4 separate regions of the Mus musculus genome follow, and regions 1, 3 and 4 are each linked to region 2. A link is a contact called in public HiChIP or PLAC-seq and promoter capture Hi-C data. All regions are on one chromosome and are shown on one strand. Each heading gives the region's core, a stretch centred on a gene start, on an enhancer-like site or on the middle of the called end of the contact. The rest is flanking DNA. Distances are from core to core; before and after follow the strand shown.

Region 1 (2,700 bases), core at 36-2,535, 700 kb before region 2:
TCCCCGGCATAGCCTCACAAGAGACAGCTATATCAGGGTCCTTTCAGCAAAATCTTGTTAGTGTATGCCATGGTGTCAGCATTTGGAGGCTGATTATGGGATGGATCCCTGGATATGGCAGTCTCTAGATGGTCCATCCTTTTGTCTCAGCTCCAATTTTTTTCTCTGTAACTCCTTCCATGGGTGTTTTGTTTCCAATTCTAAGAAGGAGCAAAGTGTCCACACTTTGGTCTTCGTTCTTCTTGAGTTTCATGTGTTTTGCAAATTGTATCTTATATCTTGGGTATTCTAAGTTTCTGGGCTAATATCCACTTATCAGTGAGTACATATCATTTGAGTTCTTTCTAAAAATTATTAATTACTTATTTACTTTACATACCGATTGCAGCTTTTCCTCCCTCCTCTCCTCCCAGTTCCTCCCTCTTACCTTCACCCCATCCACCCCCCCTTTACTTCTCAGAAAAGAGGAGCCCCCATGGGTGTTAACCAACCTTGGCATATCAAGTTGCAGTAAGACTAGGGGCATCTTCCACTATTGAGGCTAGACAAGGCATGCCAGATATGAAAGAGGGATCCAAAGGCGAGCTGTATAATCAGAGACAGCCCTGTTCCTGCTTTAGGAGTCCCACATGAAGACCCAGCTGCACAACTATTACATATGTGCAGAGGACCTAGGTCCATCCCATGATGCTCTCTGGTGGGCAGTTCAGTTCTATGGGCCCAGGTTAGTTGATTTTGTAGGTTTTCTTGTGGTGTCCTTGGTGCCTTTGACTTCTTCAACCCTTTCTACCCCTCTTCCGACGGATTCTTCACTAAATGTCTAACTGTGGGTCTCTGCATCTGTTTCCACCAGTTGTTGGCTGAAGACTCTCTAATGACAGTTACGTTATGCTCCTGTCTTCAAGAATAATGGAATATCTTTAATAGTGTCAGAGGCAGGCTCTCTATCATGGCATGGGCCTCAAGCTGGACCAGTCATTGGTTTCCCTTTCCTTCAAATTCTGCCCTATCTTTTACCTCTGCACATCTTGTAGGCAGGACAAATTGTGGGTCTTAGAGCAAAACTAAAGTTATATTACATGTTTTATCTTATCATCTCAGAAAGTCATTGCTGTAATGAGACACTGTGACCAAGGCAACTCTTATAAAAGAAAACATTTTATTGAGGACTGGCTTACAGTTTCAGGAAGTTACTTCATTATCATCATGGTGGGAAGCATTGTGGTAATCAGACAGATTACCACAGGCACACACTGGAGAAGTAGTTTAGAGTTACATCCTGATCTGCTGGCTGAGAAAGAGGGAGGGAGGGAGGAGATAGGAGTGGAGAGGGAGAGGGAGAGAGAGAAAGGGGAAGAGAGGGAGAGAGGGAGATAGTGAGCTAGGGAGAGAAAGAGGGAAAGTTTATGTGTGTGTGTGTGTGGGGGGGGGCGCTAGCATGAGCTTTTGAAACCTCAAAGGTCACCTCTACTGACCTCCACCTCCAACAAGGTCACATCTTGGAATGCTTTCCAATAGTGCCACTTTCCAGTGACTAGGCACCAAATATAGGAGCCCATGGGGGCCATTCATGACTAAAAATTGACTAAATAACTTGCATGGAACGTATGACTTGTTGATATGCAGTGGAATGCTTACAAGAATACAGAGTCACTACTAAGTGTGATCAGTGAGCCATGCTGTATGCGAAGGCTGAAAGTGACGTTTAAATTATTTCAATATAAGGGTACATTTATCTAGAATGAAATTATCTCCAATAAAATGTTAAAAGGATATTTTTATTTTGGTAAAGCCATTCTTGGACTTTCCTTTAATTACACATGGTAAGTGTTCATTTATTTGTGTGTGTGTGTGTGTGTGTGTAAGTCAGAGGACAATTTGTATGAGTCAGCTCTTCTACTATATGAGTTCAGAGATACTCAGGTAGTCAGGCTTGGTGGCAAGTGGCTTTACCAGCTGATCCATCTCTCTGACACATATTAAAAACTTTTTAAAACAGGAAGCTGCTTTTCAATATTACAAACATTTCAAAGGGAATTTGATTGTTCTAGTCTGTCCTGTACGCTCAACTTTTAAGCTAGAAAAATCACTGCTGGTGATTATTAAAGTTTAGCATCTCTAAAAGTATCTTGAAATGAAGATAAAATTTAAAAATTTCTTGTAAGATCAAGAATTGACAAATGGGATCTCATAAAATTGCAAAGTTTCTGTAAGGCAAAGGACACTGTCAATAAGACAAAACGGCAACCAGCAGATTGGGAAAAGATCTTTACCAATCTTAAATCCGGTAGAGGGCTAATATCCAATATATGCAAAGAACTCAAGAAGTTAGACTCCAGATAACTAAATAACCCTATTAAAAAATGGGGTACAGCGCTAAACAAAGAATTCTCAACTGAGGAACACTGAATGGCTGAGAAGCACCTAAAAATAGATGTTCAACATCTTTAGTCATCAGGGAAATGCAAATCAAAACAACCCTGAGATTCCACCTCACACTAGTCAGAATGGCTAAGATCAAAAACTCAGATCACAGCAGATGCTGTAAGGATGTGGAGAAAGAGGAACACTTCTCCATTGCTGGTGGGATTGCAAGCTGGTACAACCACTATGAAAATCATTTTGGCATTTCCTCAGAAAATTGGACACAGTACTACCAGAGGATCTATCAATACCACTCCTGGGCATGTACCCAGAAGA
Region 2 (2,700 bases), core at 72-2,571:
AAAACTAAAGAAAAAGAGGCCTCAGATTTGAAAAGTCAAGAAGTGTCTAGGAGGAGGAGGGGGGAGGAAATGGGAGGGAGTGGTGTTTGAATAAAAAATTGGCCCCCACGGGTCCATAGGGAATGGCACCGTTAGGAGGTGTGGCCTTGTTGGAGGAAGTGTGTAACTGGGGGGGGGGGGGGTGCAGGCTTTGAGGTTTCAGAAGCATAAGGCAAGCATAATGGCTAACAGTGGTCTCTTCTGGCTGCCTGCCTTCTTCCTTCAGCTATTCTCAGCTCTGTCTCCAGCACCGTGTCTGCCTGAACACTGCCATGCTTCCTGCCATGCTGAAAATGGACTAAACCTCTGAAACTGTAAGCCAGCCCCAATTAAATGTTTGTTTGTTTGTTTCTAAGAGTTGCGGTAGTCGTGGTGTCTCTTCACAGCATTAAAACCCTAAAACAGGGGAGAACCTATGAGATTATATTATCTCAAAAAAACTATTTTAAAAAAATCAATAAGAAGACCAGACGTTGAACTACAGCCATTTATCTGAGACATTTCTGCATCCATCTGGTTTGTTCAAAGTTATCAGAACTGGGTGCTGAATAGATTTTGAAAACTATTCAGGCACTTTTTTAGTCCGAAATGATGATACATTATTATCTCTTAATTCTCCCAGTTATAATGGTGGAAGGCAGCAGAACACAGTGGTACATGGCTTTAATGTCAGCACTTGGAAAACAGAGGCAGGAGGATTTCTGTGAGTTGAAGGCTAGCCTAGTCTACAGAGTTGCAAAGCTCTTGAACCGTCATTTGTTCTTCCCAGGACTTCTAGGTAGGTCTTCTGAGAAAAGATTTGTCGTCTTAAACAAAAGCAAACAAACAAACAAACAAAAAACCCTGTTTTAGAGTCTTACAAAGAAATAATCCCGCTGGAGTTGGTTATGAAGAAGCTAACTACTTGGAAGGGTGAAAGTGGACGATCAAGGTTCTCCCTAACTTACATACTGAGCTCAAGGCCTGCCTGAGCAACTCACCCTGTTTGAAATAAAAGCCAAATCAGGGTCGGCTTGTAGCTCCCTGGGAGAACCCCTGCCTGGCACGTGCAAGGAGCGAGGCTCAGTCTGCGATAGCGACAACAACTAAAAATTATCTGCACCGTTAGTAACACTAACAAAGCCAAGAGTCGTCTTCAGTGTGCTTTTCATTTCACTGGCCGCCAGCCGGTCACGGAGGGGGCCTGTCATTGTCCTCCTCTGAGAGTTACCAATAAAGTTGTTACAAAGTGACCTTGAGCGTCTTCCCCCGCCTTCTCCATCCGGGTGCTGCGGCGCGGATAAGAGCCGCACCGCGCTTGCGCGCCCAGCCCCACTGCTTCGACCTCTGCCGCCGCCACTGCCGCCGCCTCGGGAGGTAAGCGAAGGTAAACGGAGGGCGCGGGGCCCGGGCCGGGGCGGAGCGGGTCTCCCGGCCCTGTCCACCGGGCTTGCGCTTCCCGGGCACGCGGCCACGCTGACCGCCTGCGCGGGGCCCCTCGGGGCCGGGGTGGCAAGGACAGGCCCCTGGGGGGGACACTTGACCTTAAGCCTCTTTTCGCTCCGCAGAGAGGAAGCGGGAGAGGAGCCCACGTCGCCTGTCACCTAGATCCACGCCGCGCCGCCAGGAAGAAAGATGTTCGCCTGCGCCAAGCTCGCCCGCACCCCCGCTCTGGTGCGTAACCCGGGCCTCGGCCCAGCATTCACGCCGAGGGACCGGCTCTCCTTCACCCTTGCCCCGATGTCCTCTCCTCCCTCCCTCCCTCCCAACCCTGGGGCCCGCAGACAGTTCCCGGCCATGTGTCCCCCCCGAGGCCTAGCTGACAGGCCTTCTGGGCGTAGGTCACAGCCTCCTTGCTCGTGGAGCGCGCCCCTCCCCCACCGCCCGGTCCCTATGGAGTTGGGGTCGACGCGAAGGTCGGGGTGCTGAGAAGTCAGGAAGGGGCAGCTGAGGCCTAGTTGCCTGCACAGCGTTTCCCGTGCGCGTCTGTAGGTCAAACTCGCCGCTGCAGAGGGAGGGACTTTGCTTCCTTGTGTGGGCGGAGAAAGGTGTTGGGGAGCCCCGAAGCTTGCTTTTTTGGAGGCTTTAAGTGAAGTCTGAATCTAAAAGATTTGTGCTAGAGAATCGGGTCCTGGTTCTGGAGGGATTTTCTGTGACCTTAGTGTCCGTGGACACTCAAGGGCAGAGAAGCCAGACTGCCAGATGTCCTTATAGTGAGAGTATTGCAACGGCTGTTAAGCTGACATCAAAATGCTTAACTCTATAGTAAATTTAGAATTAGTGGGTATTTAGGAATCCTTTGAAAATTGTAGGAGCTTCATTAGCTGCTGGACTGTTGTAAATGATCAAAATCATAGCGACACCCTTATGAGCCCACATAACTTACTTGAATTTACAGCACTACAGTTACTGAAACTTCCACAACACTCAGTCACTTGGTAACTAATTGGTCTTAGGATTTTTGTTTACAGATAGATTAAATAGAACATTCCATGGTTCATTAGCATAAAATTTTAGGTTGGCTTTGTGTATGCACAATGACCAAAGGCCATGCTAATTGCAGAGATAATAAATCTGTTCGTTCTCTTCTGCTTTCTCCTTTAGAGTTTAAAGTTGCACAAGAGGTCACTGAAGACTAATGTGTACTCTTTAGTACTTGAAATTCTTTCTTTTCCTTCCATT
Region 3 (2,700 bases), core at 67-2,566, 910 kb before region 2:
GAAAAGAAATCACACATTGGATATATACATTCAGAATACAAACATATACTGTGAAATGATTTATGACATAGTATCAGTCTAAAATAAACCACTGACCTCAAGTCAGAGGCCTGACTTTTTCAACCTCACTGATAAAGTCAGAGAGAAACATTACTTGAAATCTGTGTTATTTACTCAAGTCATGGGTATTTAAAGAGAACTGACAGACAGGTCCTAGGATACAATGGGAAACAAAATTCCCTGCTTTCATGAAGCTTACAATCTCTCTTCTATCCTCTCTCCTATAAAATGCTATTTTAAAGGAAATCTAAGTTCACACAAATTCAATACAATGGAAAGCGTTTCGAAAAGTTGATAACACATTATACTTTCATTTCCAATGTACTACTTTACCCCAAATACGACTGTTTATCTTAGTGACTATCTCCTCATTCGAACGTTGAAAACACTGCTGGAATTAACATTCATCCCATTAACTTGACTCTTTTTTTCTATCATAGCCACTTTCGCCAAAATAAAAACTTCAATACGAATGTGTGTGTGTGTGTGTGTGTGTGTGTGTCAAAAGATGTTTACTTTCTTTAAACTTCATGCCCATTAAGAATAATTCAAAGAATCCCACAGACTTTGCAAATGGCTTGGAGAACAACTCGGGTGACCCATCAACAACAGGTAAAGAAGGGCAGCTCAAGAGTGACAGTCACCTTAAACTTGAGAACCCAAGAGCAGAGAGGCTGCCCTATTCCCACGGAAACCTTGGGGGAGGCGAGGACCCAACCCGTGGCCACGCCCCCACCTCGATCCCCAGCCCCGGGCCTCCGCCACCTAAACCGCGGAGTCGGGGAACAAAGCGCCGCGGAGGGAGTGAGGTCAGGACTCTGTCCCTGCAGGGTGACCTTGGCCATGTGTCCTCAGTTTCCTCATCCAGAAAGTGAGGCCAAGCCTCCATGGCCGCTGCCGCCTCCACCCGGGCTGTAGACTCAGCACCCTCGACCCACGGCTACAGGGAAACTCCAGCCCTCCGCCTCCCCACGCGGATCCCCGCCGCCACCCACGCCGCCCCGTCGGCGCCCACACGGGCTACCTGCGATCTGGGAGACGAACGCTTCCGCCACCAGAGACATGTCGGCTGCGAGGTCCTGCGCGCGCGCCTGAGCTCCGCGGCGCTCGGCGCCCTCCCGCGCGACCTCGGCGGCCTTCCCCCGGCAGCTGACGAGCTTCGCTGGGCCAACGCTAAGACGAGCAGAGCTCACCTCGGCAGCGGTGGCTCGGCCCGCAAGGTTACCGCCAGGCCGACCAAGCACTTCCGGCGTCGCTGACAACGCGCGCCGGCACTTCCGGCTGCTCCGCCCCGCGCGCTCCGGACCTGCGAGAGCCCTAAGAGAGCAGGCTCTCTGGCTAGAGTCTTTTGGATTTGATTGCAACCTTTCAGCAGTTCAACAAGACAGAAACAGCTTCAAGAGGTTCAAGTGCCTGGTCTGGTTCTACTGGAGCCCAGAAACTCAGGAATTCTCTCAATTCCACTAACTGTAGGATTCGGGGTCCATAGACTGATATTAGTGTTGGTTATTTGTTCAAATGCGCTAGCCAGAAGGAGGCTTACACAGCTTGTGAGCTGAGACATAATTTAATCTTTCAACTCCAAGCACCCAAAATGAAGCTTGGAGAATAAAGCACTTCAATTACTTGTTTCTGAGTGTAGAAGGAACAAGAGTAAAAGGAAGGGCGCTAGATCCCTTGAATCTTTCCTCTTAGTCTAATCTTTTTTTTTTTTAACTATAGGTTACAATTGACCAAAAATCATAAATATTACAGAATTAGAAAATTAGAAGCATAAAGTTACACTTGATTTCAGAAATCATTTGGTGAGCCAAAGCCCCCTTTCGCTGATGAGAACATGGCTCGGAGAGGTGAGACGATGTTGTTGTGTGTGTGTGTCAGTGTATAGACCCAAGACAACTTTTGGTACTTAGTTCTCTCCAACCATGTGGGTTCCAGGGATCCAACTCAAGTCTTCAGGCTCGGTAGCATAGCCCATACACACACATGCATCAGCTTGTACAGTGGTCAGTGTCTCAGTACCTCTTCAGTTGCTCTCCATCCTCTATTTTGAGATAGGGTCTCTCACTGAGAATCTGGAGCACAAGGATTAGGCTGGCCAACAACACTCGGAACTTGGTCTGTCCCTGCCCACCTCCCACCCAACCCTAGAGTAAACTACTGTACCTGGCCTGCCTCTGCCTCCCGAGTGCTGGGATTAAAGGTGTGCACCACCACGCCTGGCGATTTTGTTTCTTGTCCACAGATCTCTGACCCTCCATTACAGTTTATTGTCTAAATTTCTGTTCATATACTTAAGTAGTATATTGCTTTCTTAGAGGTGCGGGACAGATTATCACACACTGGGTGTTTAAAACAACGGATGCATTTACTCTCTGGTTCTGGAAGCTAGAAGTCTGAGGTTAAAGTGTTGGCAAGACGATGCTTGCTCTCAAGGACATAGAAATAAATGTCCTTCCTCCATCTGCCCAGCTTCTAGGATTTCCAGGGTTCCTGGGCATTCCATGGCTTTAGACAAGTCATTTCCACCTTTGCTCCCACCATTAGGCAACATTCTCCCTTGCATCTGTTTGTCCAAACTTCTGTCTTCCACTGAAGGCACCAGCCAATGGATTAAGGCCTACTCATTTTTTTTATGAC
Region 4 (2,700 bases), core at 22-2,521, 790 kb before region 2:
TTTTGGGGTCTCCATCCTTTGCCTCCGGCCGGGACGCAGGAAACTTGTCTTTGTTGTTCTCCTTTTTCCATTTCATTCTCCTGTTCTGGAACCAGATTTTTACCTGTCTCTCCGTGAGGGCCAGAGTATGGGAGACCTCGATTCTCCTCTTCCTGGTCAGATAAGGGTTAAAAAGGAATTCCTTTTCCAACTCTAGGGTTTGGAAGCGACTGTAGGTTTGTCTTCCTCTCCGTCTACCAGGAGCTGCTGATTAAAAACAACAACAAAAAGGGGGGGGGGGAGGAAAATCAACGTTTTTTTGTTTTTTAATGGTTGATTCTCTGAATGCTGTTGGAGTTTTCTGGAACGGGCTTAAGAGGTGAAATACACAGTGGTCTTTAATTCTCATACAGATATAGGGTGTGAGGCAAGAGAGGCAGAGACAAGCTCTTCACAATTATTCTGCCCCCGTCTTTACACACTTTTAAAAAGTCTGTATTAGTTTTTGTACAAGAGCCACATTGGCTACACCAGAAGGAAAAGGAAGGGGAGAGGGAAAGGACAGGGGAGTTTTAAAGCTAGAACGTGAGATGAAAGCAGATTTCTCCCTTTCTCCCCTCCTTAAAAAAAAAAAAAAAAAAAAAAAAATAGCGCATCCCAACCTTGTGGTCTCATCCAGGGAAACATTTGAGAAGGAGACGAGCTCTGATTTAAGTGGTCTGGGTCCTCGCCAATATTACCACTGGACGATTTACAGTCAGGATATTGTACCAGCTCGGCCTCTTGCTGGGTCGTAAAAATCGGCTGTCTCTGTAAGTTATCGTATCCGTAAAACTTCGCGGGCTCCCCGTGACAGGCAATCCCGCCGCAGGGGGGAGGCGGCGGCGGAGGCGGAGGGTGCGGAGGAGGTGGGGCGGCCTGGTAGGCAGCGGTCGGGCTGCCCGCGCCGGCGTGGAAGTAGTCCTGGCCGGGCCCCGGGCCGCCCCCTCCGCCGCACCCGGGCGGCGGCGACGGGTGCGGGTGCGGGTGCGGGTGCGCGTGCGGGAAGCCGGCGGCGCTGTTGCCATAGAGCTGCAGGGCGGCGGCGTGGCGGCCGCTGACCTCGGGTGCAAAATGACAGTCGTAGTAAGTGGGATTGATGGCCTCGCCCGCCGCGGCCGCCGCAGCCGCCGCCGCCGCCGCGGCCGCCGCCTTGTACTTGGAGTACAGCGGGTTCACGAAGTACGAGCTCATCGGGGCGGCGGCCGCCGGCGGCGCGGAGCCGGTAAGGGGCGCGCCTCAGCTCGGTCGCGCCGCCGCGGGGGCCTCTGGGGCGGCTCACTCGAGCCCGCGGGGGCCGCCGGGCCTCGTCGCCCGGCGAGCGCTTCCCCCGCCCCGCTCAGGCTCGACCGTCCGGCCGCCGGCCGCTCATGCCTGGCTCTCGCGCCTCCGTCTCGGCCTCGCGCCGCCTCCCTCGCGGGCCACGCGGCCTCGCCCGCCCCCGCGCGCTGCTGCCGCCGCCTCCGCCCCGCGGGCCTCTCCCGGCGCGCGCCTGCTGGGCCGCAGTGGAACCGCGGACGCCCGGGCGACCTGCCCCGCGGCCTCCAGTTTCCTCTCCGGCTCCAGGCGGCCCTAGCGCACCCGGACCAGGGGAAAAAAAAAAAAAAAAAGAGTGCGCGCGGCCCACGGGGGAGACGCTTAGGCTGGGGCTGCCGAGCCCCCGCTCTGCAGGGAGACGAAAAGAGAACACACCCTCTGCCCGGTGCCACCTCTCACCTCAGCCCTCCCCCCCGCCGCCCCCTCCCAGCGCTGTCGCCGCCGCCGCCGAGGCTGCCGCCCCGGTGCGCGCCGGCGAGGCATTTTCGCGCCCCGCCACTGCGAGGAGAGGGAGCGAGATGGGGGGCGAGATAACCGCGCGGAGGGATCCCGCCGGCGGCGAAGCGGCCCCTGCGCCGGACGGGACGCCGCACGCCGGCCCCGGGATGCCTCCGCCAGCCTTAAAGGGGGCCCATAAAGCCGCACTGCCAAGGGCTCGCGGGGGGCCCCCCGGGTCCGCAGAGAGGGGGCGCGGCCGAACCTTAGCCTTGGGCCAGGCGGGGTGGTCACTCCCAGGAGGCCTCGGAGCAGACGGTCTCTCCTCCAGCAAGGCTCCTGGATCTGCCCAGCAGAGACTGGCTGTGGCTTTTTTTTTTTTCCTTTTTCTTTTTGCATTTCTTACTGTGGACGAGCGAGGTTGACGGATTGATTGGTCCTTGCATTTGTTTGGGCCTAGCTAAGTGGTTTTGATTAAAAAGCCACAATCCAGCCTCCGAATCCTGACCTTATCAAAGCGAATCAAAGTCCTGCTTTTTCCAGCCAAGCAGGCCCTGTGGAAATGAGATGTACATTTACCCTTGACGCACTGCATGCCTGGTTGAGGCTCCCAGGTTAATTGATATTTAATGGAAATCATGCCCATGAATATAGTTTCCATCATTTCACCCTTGATAGACGTCAGTGTTGGCCACAGGGAGGGAGGGGGAGGCGAGAGAATGTGGGAAGGGGACATGAGTGTCGCTGAGAGAGTGAAGAGAAGAGTGGCAGAAACGTTCCCAGTGGGAAGAAGGAATCATGCCGGGGTGGGTGGCATTTCCTAGGGCAGGGCGCAGGGCTCCCGGGTCCCAACCCAGGCGCCCAGACTCGGGCGGGCTGTGGTCCCGGGTGGAGCGCGGCGGGGGCCGGGGGATGGGGCAGGAGAAATTG

Evidence for each region. HiChIP or PLAC-seq counts read pairs in DNA pulled down with a chosen protein or histone mark. Capture Hi-C pulls out chosen DNA fragments and counts their contacts.
Region 1: an H3K27ac HiChIP or PLAC-seq map of acute myeloid leukemia shows a contact between it and region 2, with 5 times the contacts expected there. The contact joins the enhancer-like site here to the promoter of Atp5g3 in region 2. A contact is called at or near these places in 1 of 39 promoter capture datasets (embryonic stem cells) and 4 of 115 datasets of contacts at active chromatin or transcription factors (acute myeloid leukemia, embryonic limb bud, embryonic stem cells and 1 more).
Region 3: a contact with region 2 is called in a promoter capture Hi-C map of liver, with 3 times the contacts expected there. The contact joins the promoter of Mtx2 here to the promoter of Atp5g3 in region 2. A contact is called at or near these places in 2 of 39 promoter capture datasets (hippocampal neurons and liver), 1 of 484 Hi-C or Micro-C datasets (B cells), 1 of 115 datasets of contacts at active chromatin or transcription factors (bone marrow-derived macrophages) and 1 of 9 other capture datasets (liver).
Region 4: an H3K4me3 HiChIP or PLAC-seq map of embryonic basal ganglia shows a contact between it and region 2, with 4 times the contacts expected there. The contact joins the promoter of Hoxd8 here to the promoter of Atp5g3 in region 2. A contact is called at or near these places in 2 of 39 promoter capture datasets (cranial neural crest and liver), 1 of 484 Hi-C or Micro-C datasets (CD4 T cells), 13 of 115 datasets of contacts at active chromatin or transcription factors (craniofacial prominence, differentiating embryonic stem cells, embryonic basal ganglia and 9 more) and 1 of 9 other capture datasets (embryonic stem cells).

What each region holds. Positions count from the first base shown.
Region 1 is chr2:74,608,081-74,610,780 of GRCm38.p6, reverse strand. No RefSeq gene overlaps it. Among named protein-coding and RNA genes, the nearest start is that of Gm39852, 3.2 kb to the right of the region's middle. Within about 2 kb of position 1,285, at least 14 of the 459 cell types and tissues checked have an H3K27ac peak or open chromatin away from gene starts, as enhancers often do. A contact at or near this core is called in acute myeloid leukemia, where this site is marked.
Region 2 is chr2:73,909,947-73,912,646 of GRCm38.p6, reverse strand. Atp5g3 (ATP synthase, H+ transporting, mitochondrial F0 complex, subunit C3 (subunit 9)) reads left to right here and starts at 1,321. Exons shown (of 5, transcript NM_175015.3): 1 at 1,321-1,395; 2 at 1,587-1,692. The coding sequence starts at 1,654.
Region 3 is chr2:74,824,428-74,827,127 of GRCm38.p6, reverse strand. It overlaps Mtx2 (metaxin 2), which reads right to left and starts at 1,316. Exons shown (of 10, transcript NM_016804.4): 1 at 1,085-1,316. The coding sequence starts at 1,124.
Region 4 is chr2:74,704,060-74,706,759 of GRCm38.p6, reverse strand. It overlaps Hoxd8 (homeobox D8), which reads right to left and starts at 1,271. Exons shown (of 2, transcript NM_008276.3): 1 at 642-1,271; 2 at 1-246. The coding sequence starts at 1,212. All of the region lies in intron 1 of Gm38462 (predicted gene, 38462), which reads left to right.